2 separate regions of the Mus musculus genome follow, and region 1 is linked to region 2. Evidence: chromatin contacts called from public promoter capture Hi-C data. All regions are on one chromosome and are shown on one strand. Each heading gives the region's core, a stretch centred on a gene start, on an enhancer-like site or on the middle of the called end of the contact. The rest is flanking DNA. Distances are from core to core; before and after follow the strand shown. Region 1 holds the start of Syngr2 (synaptogyrin 2). Region 2 overlaps Tnrc6c (trinucleotide repeat containing 6C).

Region 1 (2,862 bases), core at 267-2,766, 110 kb after region 2:
TGAGTTCAATCCCAGGGACCCACCCTGTGAAGGGAGCAAGCGCTATGTCTTACAAGGTGTCCTTTTTATGACATGTGTCATCTCGTGTGCTCTACCCACCCACCCCAGGCACAAACCAATTACATGTAATGATGTAATGGCAAAAGGTTGGTTTTGGTTTTGGTTTTTTGAGATAGAGTTTCTCTGTGTAGGAAAGAGAGAGAGAGAGAGAGAGAGAGAGAGAGAGAGAGAGAGAGAGAGAGAGAGAGAAAGAGAGAGAGAGAGAGAGAGAGAGAGAAAGGGAGGCTTTGTAGGAAAGTCCTGACAGCCAGTTCTCCTTCATCAAACACTCATGGCGTGTATGAACAGATTTTAGGAGGTAGCCCTGGGCTCACCTACCAGCGGCTTGTCACAGGCTCTGTTAGTGTGGGGAGGGTGCAAATAGACGCAGATAGACTGTTAGAAGGCCCAGTCTCTCTTGTGCCTACTCCTGTCTTCTCCCGAGTGGTGACCCTTCTGGTGGGGCAGGCTTCTGCCTCAGTTTCCTTATTGTCCAGCCCCCCTCATTACTGAGGTGAGTCTGTCTCATTATTCATTATCCATTGAAGTGACTGTGGTAAAGCCATCTTGTCATGACTCCATTCTGTGTCACTTCTCAGCCCTCTACACCCCTCAACAGCCATGGTCTCCTTGGGAACAAATTTGTGTTGTCAACAGAAGGATATCTGGAGGCCTCTTGGCGGCCAAGGTGAAGCCCTGGGTTGACACACGACCCCTTCCGATTAAGCATCAGGTTCCCTTTCTAAATGTTATTGGGGGACAGGGGGAGCTGGAGTCTATGACCTAGTGATCTCATTTGTTTTAATTTTTAAAATTACAATCCTCAGTATGTGTGTACTTGAGACTAGATCTCAGATAGCTCAGGGTTGTCTTGAACTCCTTATTCTCCTGCCCTCTTTCTCTTCCTGAGACAACAGCCACCAGGTACTTTGCAGCATGTGATCACGATGTCTAGAAATCTGCCCTTCAGAGCCCTTTGGCTTTCAGGCTTAGCTCCAGAGCAAAGAGTAGCCAGAACTGTGGGGGCCATAGTTATTAATTACTACAGTAGTCCAGAGGTTGGAACTGGGGGCCTCTGATGTGCTAGGCAAGAGCTTATGCCCCAGTCCTTTGGTCTGGAGCAGAATGGTGAAGTGACATCCAGGTATTTACGAGCCTGGATTCTGGATTGGTGGGATTTGGGTGTCTGGAGGGCTTATGGGAGAGGACCTTCACCAGGGCACTGTGTAAGTAAGAGTAAAGTGGGAGCCGCCTAGGATGTCTCTTCTTGGGGACTCTTTGATCCTTTCTGGATGAACTCAGTAGGACATATTTCCCAGGGGTGAGCTTTTCCTCCCCCTTCCGCACCCTGGCGCCTCCTGCGAGCTCCAAGTTTTGCTGCCAACTTCCACGAGTTTGGAGGGGCTACTTCCCGGCGGTTGGCCCCGCCCTGTCGGCGGCCGGACCCGCCCCCGTGGGCGGGGCGGGGCAATCCGGCTAGTTCCCGGCCATCCGCGGCTCGGTGGCGAAAGCGACATGGAGAGCGGGGCCTATGGCGCGGCCAACGCGGGCGGCTCCTTCGACCTGCGGCGCTTCCTGTCTCAGCCTCAGGTGGTGACGCGCCTCGTGAGCATGGTGAGTCCACCAGCGAGGACCCGGAGCCGGGCGTCCTGGCTACCAGGGCCCGTGGGGCCGCGGGCCGCAGAGCGCGACAGGTGGCGGCGGCTGCGCGTCCTGGGCCTTTCGGAGAGCGCGGGGCCCCGTGCCCCTCCGCGTCTCTGTCCCCTCCAGCCCGTGGGTTTTGTCGCCTGTTCCACTCCGGACCTTGTCTCCCCAACTCCGGGCCGGGCCCCGCCGCACCCTGGACCACTGGTCCAGGCCGCTCTGGTGCGGGACGTCCCCGAAGTTCTCCGGGGAGGCAGGCCTGTCGCCTTGTTGGCATTGGGAGGGACCGGAGAGGGGCACGGCACAGCAGGTGGCCGGCACGCCGCGGCTCCCAGCCTAGGGAATTCACCTGGAAGGGACTTTCTGCAGCCACGTGGGGTGCGAGGAGGGGGATTGGCCTGGCACTCTGAAGGAGAGTTTCCTTCCCTCTCAGAGGCTAGCAACAGGTCTGCTTTCCCACCAAATGCACTCCCTTCCCAGAAGCGGGGCGAGCCCCCTTGTACCAGGCGTGCGGGGGCAGCTTTCCATACCTTGGGATGAAAACACTGAAAACTGAGACTTTAGCTGCCAGATTGAGGGTGGCCCCACTGCGCCCAGGGGGTCTGGGCCTGGAGCCTTGGAGGTGCCCTGGCTCCCCGGAATCTCCCAGCCTAGCGGTGGAATCTAGTGACTCCGTCCTGGGTTGTACCCTGTCAGTCAGGATGGCAGTGCCAGGAGCCCTGACCCATACTCCGCGCCCAGTCCTGGAGTTCCGGCTTCATCCACAGCTGGGGGCGGGGCTTGTGACTGCCAGTTCCACAATCCTATTGAGAGCGTCCCCGCAGGATCGCTCTGGTCCTGCAAGTCTGGAGGCAGCCAGGTGCCCACAGACTCAGTTGCATCTGCCGCCTTGACGTGGGCTTGGCGGTGGCCTTAGGGTGTGGGGAGGAAGCGAAATGACTAGGACGATTCCAAAGGAGCTGCTTTCCAAACTTTGGCCAGTCTCTGCTGGTGACTTTCCCACCTCTGTCCTGGCTCCTGCGGGATCTGAGTCTGGCTGTGGATCTGACCACCCCAAGAACCTTGCTCTGAGGGGAACCGTTGTGGGGGTGGAGACTAGTAGTTCTCTGGAGGGGAGGGGCCGACGTGCCAAAGAAGCCGGAAGTCCTTGTAGGGAGAAGGCTGGCTGACTGGGGAGTC
Region 2 (3,052 bases), core at 104-2,603:
TGCACATGTAGATACTTGCATTGTAAGGACTTTTGCAAAGGTTCTGCCAGCTGCAGTCTGTATTAATACTCTGTGTCTACTTGGTATCTTGTAGTTTTGCTTTGTTTTTTAAGATTGTTTTAAAAATTCATTTTATTTATATAAGTACACTGTAGCTATCTTGAGACACACCAGAAAATGGCATAGGATCCCATTACAGATGGTTATGAGCCACCATGTAGTTGCTGGGATTTGAACTCAGGACCTCTGGAAGAGCAGTCAGTGCTCTTAGCCTCTGAGCCATCTTTCCAGCCCAGCATCGTTTGTGTAGTTTTAAAGTCAAAATTATGTGTAGAATTTGAAATTGAGCAGGACTTGGAATAAGTTCTTGGTTTTATTTTTAGTAAATGCAGAATTGGTGGAACTACGGCTTTTGACCCTGTGTATCAGTCCTTGGTCCTTGTTACCAGAGTCACTTCAACAGATGAGTTTACTGTTAAATGGGTATTGAAGCAGCAGGGTACCAGGTCATCTCCTCTGCTCTGTTAGAATCTTTTCAGAAGGCTCCAGAAGGACTGGCCATGGCTGTATTTGAATTTATGATTTCAAATAAAACAGTGTTTTTTTACAAATATGGAACTCTTCCTGCATTGCTTATATGCCCCCCCTCTTTGTGTGTGTGTGTCCCATTTTCATAATCTGCTTCATTGTCATTGGTGACTCTTGACTTCTCAGGCTGTGACTGCTCACAGCTGTGTGGTGACTGAAGTACACTGTCCTGCCTCCTCTTGTGGAACCCTGGTTTCTGTAAGTGTGCTGGTGTTTGCACTGTGGATGACTGACTCTGCTGGGTTCTTGTATCTCCTCTCCGTTGATGGGTTTTGGGGAACAGTTTGTTGGTAACTGTAATCGGCCTTTGGATTTGTCCTAGACACAGTTGTTGTATACTTCTAGAATTATAAAGGATCTAAAGTCTTCTACATAATTTTCTTTTTTAGTTAATTATTTCTGTGTTAAATGTATGAGTATGTTGCCAGCATGTTTGTATGTGCACCACAAAATGTATGCCTGGAATTCATTGAGGCCAAAAGAGGGTGCTGGATCCGTTGGAATTGGAAAGTGGTTTTGAGCTGATGTGGGAGTGCTAGGAACTGACCCAGGTCCTCTGAAAGAGCATCAAGTCCTCTTAACCACCAAGCCCATCTCTCCAGCCTAGTTTGTTTTCTAAGAAATATTAGTAGTGTCAGGTTTTGATTTTCTCACAGCCTATCATTACTCAGTCCCACCAGAATCAGCTGCTGTGAAGTGGCTCTCATGCCTGGTGCTGGTGTTAGACAGGACATTGATGTGGTAATGAGATGTTAAACAGCAGCATAAGACAGGCTTGCATTTGCCCCTCCCTGTCCTCTTTGCCTCCTGGCATGGCCTGCCTGGCAGTACATAGTTCAGGGGCTACAACTGCCTGTCCCTACACTCTCCCCAGAACCCTCACTCAGCTCCTGCCTTCAGACTTGTTCTAGGCCCTAGCATTAATGAGTCCCCTTGTTGCTGCTGTCACTGGGGACAGGAAGGAATCTAAAGCTACAGAGTTTGCTACCAAACATGGAGGATTTGTGGGACATCATACAGTGGGCCCTGGCCCCCCTTCTCCTATGTCCGAAGCCAGTGAGCTTCAGAGCAGTGGTATCAGGATGCTTTCTGAGAAAGACAGCAGCAGGGGGCTTAGCAGTCCCTCTCCATCTGCCAGTCTAGTAGAGACCACACTTCTCTCTCCCTTATAAATTTGAAAGTGGTAGTTTGTTTGTTTGTTTTAGAAATTCTGTTTTAGAAATTCTTTCAAAATCATAATTAAAATAGAGATTGTCTCTGACTATCTTTTCTTTTAAAAAAAAAATCATTTTGCAGAGGCGGGGTGCAGGGGGCTGGAGAAATGGCTCAGGGGTTAGGAGCATCAATTCCCAGCAACCACATGGTGGCTCACAACCATCTGTAATGGGATCTGATGCCCTCTTCTGGTGTCTGAAGACAGTGACAATGTGCTTGTTTACATAATACAAATAAAATCTTTTAAAAATGTTTATTTTTATTTTATGTGTTTGGGCATTGTGACTGTATGTATATCTACAGAAGCTGGAAAAGGGAATGTCCAGTCCCCTGGGACAAGAACTGTAGGTCGTTGTGCGGTGCCATGTGGGTGCCAGGAATCAAACCCTGGTCTCTGTTAAAGCAGCCAGTGCTCTTTAACCACCAAACCATCTCTCTAGAACCAGGCTAGTTTTTCAAGTCCTGTTCTGTGATTGCTTTGTGGAAGTCTCATTCTTGTCTTAAAGATCAGAACGAGAAGATGAGTTGTGGAGCATCCTTTTTCTGGCATCCTGCCCTTAGGTTGTACCGTAAGGAACACTGTTTTCGTTGTAGACAGGAGATACACTGTTGTTCTGCTCTGGAGCTATTTGCAAATGGTAGGTCTTTTACCAGAATTTCTCTCCCTCTGGGCCTTCACTGTCTCTGTTGGTAGAGGAAACTCTACATTAATGCCTTACTGTTACAAAAGCAAAACAAAGCAAAACTTTTATTGAAAATACTTGGGAGACAAAAACTGAAGGGTCATGAGTTCTCTCTCTCTCTCTCTCTCTCTCTCTCTCTCTCTCTCTCTCTCACACACACACTCCCAAGAGAAATGTCTTATTTCCCATTCACTGTTTATTAACCACCCTGTATATCTCATTATATTATTAATGTCAATACACTGCTTTCCACAGTTTATACTCCCCTCAAACCTGAGCACTAAGCCATTTAAACACCTTCCTGCCAGCCTGTTCATAGATAGAATCAGCCTGGTACATTCTCCTGTACCTGCATTAGTTACTAAAGAAGGGCAAATGAGCACGCAGGCTTCCTGCCCCAGTGAGAGCCTCAGTGTGTCATGGCAGGAGTGATGGGTGGGTCGGCTGCATGCTGCTGTGCACTGTGCTGTGCACTGTGCTGCCCTGTGTGTCACCGATGCTGAATTAGTGACTGAGGTCCAGACAGCAGCAGTCTCTCTATTTAGGGCCCTGCCCTTAATTTGGGT

Evidence for each region. Promoter capture Hi-C pulls out the DNA fragments that hold promoters and counts their contacts.
Region 1: a contact with region 2 is called in a promoter capture Hi-C map of embryonic stem cells, with 2.7 times the contacts expected there. The contact joins the promoter of Syngr2 here to the enhancer-like site in region 2. A contact is called at or near these places in 26 of 39 promoter capture datasets (the 3T3-L1 cell line, 3T3-L1-derived adipocytes, the C10 cell line and 17 more), 3 of 15 datasets of contacts at CTCF or cohesin (CD8 T cells, the NIH/3T3 cell line and large pre-B cells), 34 of 484 Hi-C or Micro-C datasets (3T3-L1-derived adipocytes, the AML12 cell line, B cells and 27 more), 21 of 115 datasets of contacts at active chromatin or transcription factors (the 230-238 cell line, CD4 T cells, CD8 T cells and 16 more) and 3 of 9 other capture datasets (adipose tissue, liver and pancreatic islet).

What each region holds. Positions count from the first base shown.
Region 1 is chr11:117,808,151-117,811,012 of GRCm38.p6, forward strand. Syngr2 (synaptogyrin 2) reads left to right here and starts at 1,517. Exons shown (of 4, transcript NM_009304.2): 1 at 1,517-1,653. The coding sequence starts at 1,555.
Region 2 is chr11:117,702,653-117,705,704 of GRCm38.p6, forward strand. The region is part of intron 3 of Tnrc6c (trinucleotide repeat containing 6C); the gene reads left to right. Among named protein-coding and RNA genes, the nearest start is that of Tnrc6c, 50 kb to the left of the region's middle. Within about 2 kb of position 1,354, at least 8 of the 459 cell types and tissues checked have an H3K27ac peak or open chromatin away from gene starts, as enhancers often do. A contact at or near this core is called in embryonic stem cells, epiblast stem cells, reprogramming fibroblasts and 1 more, where this site is marked.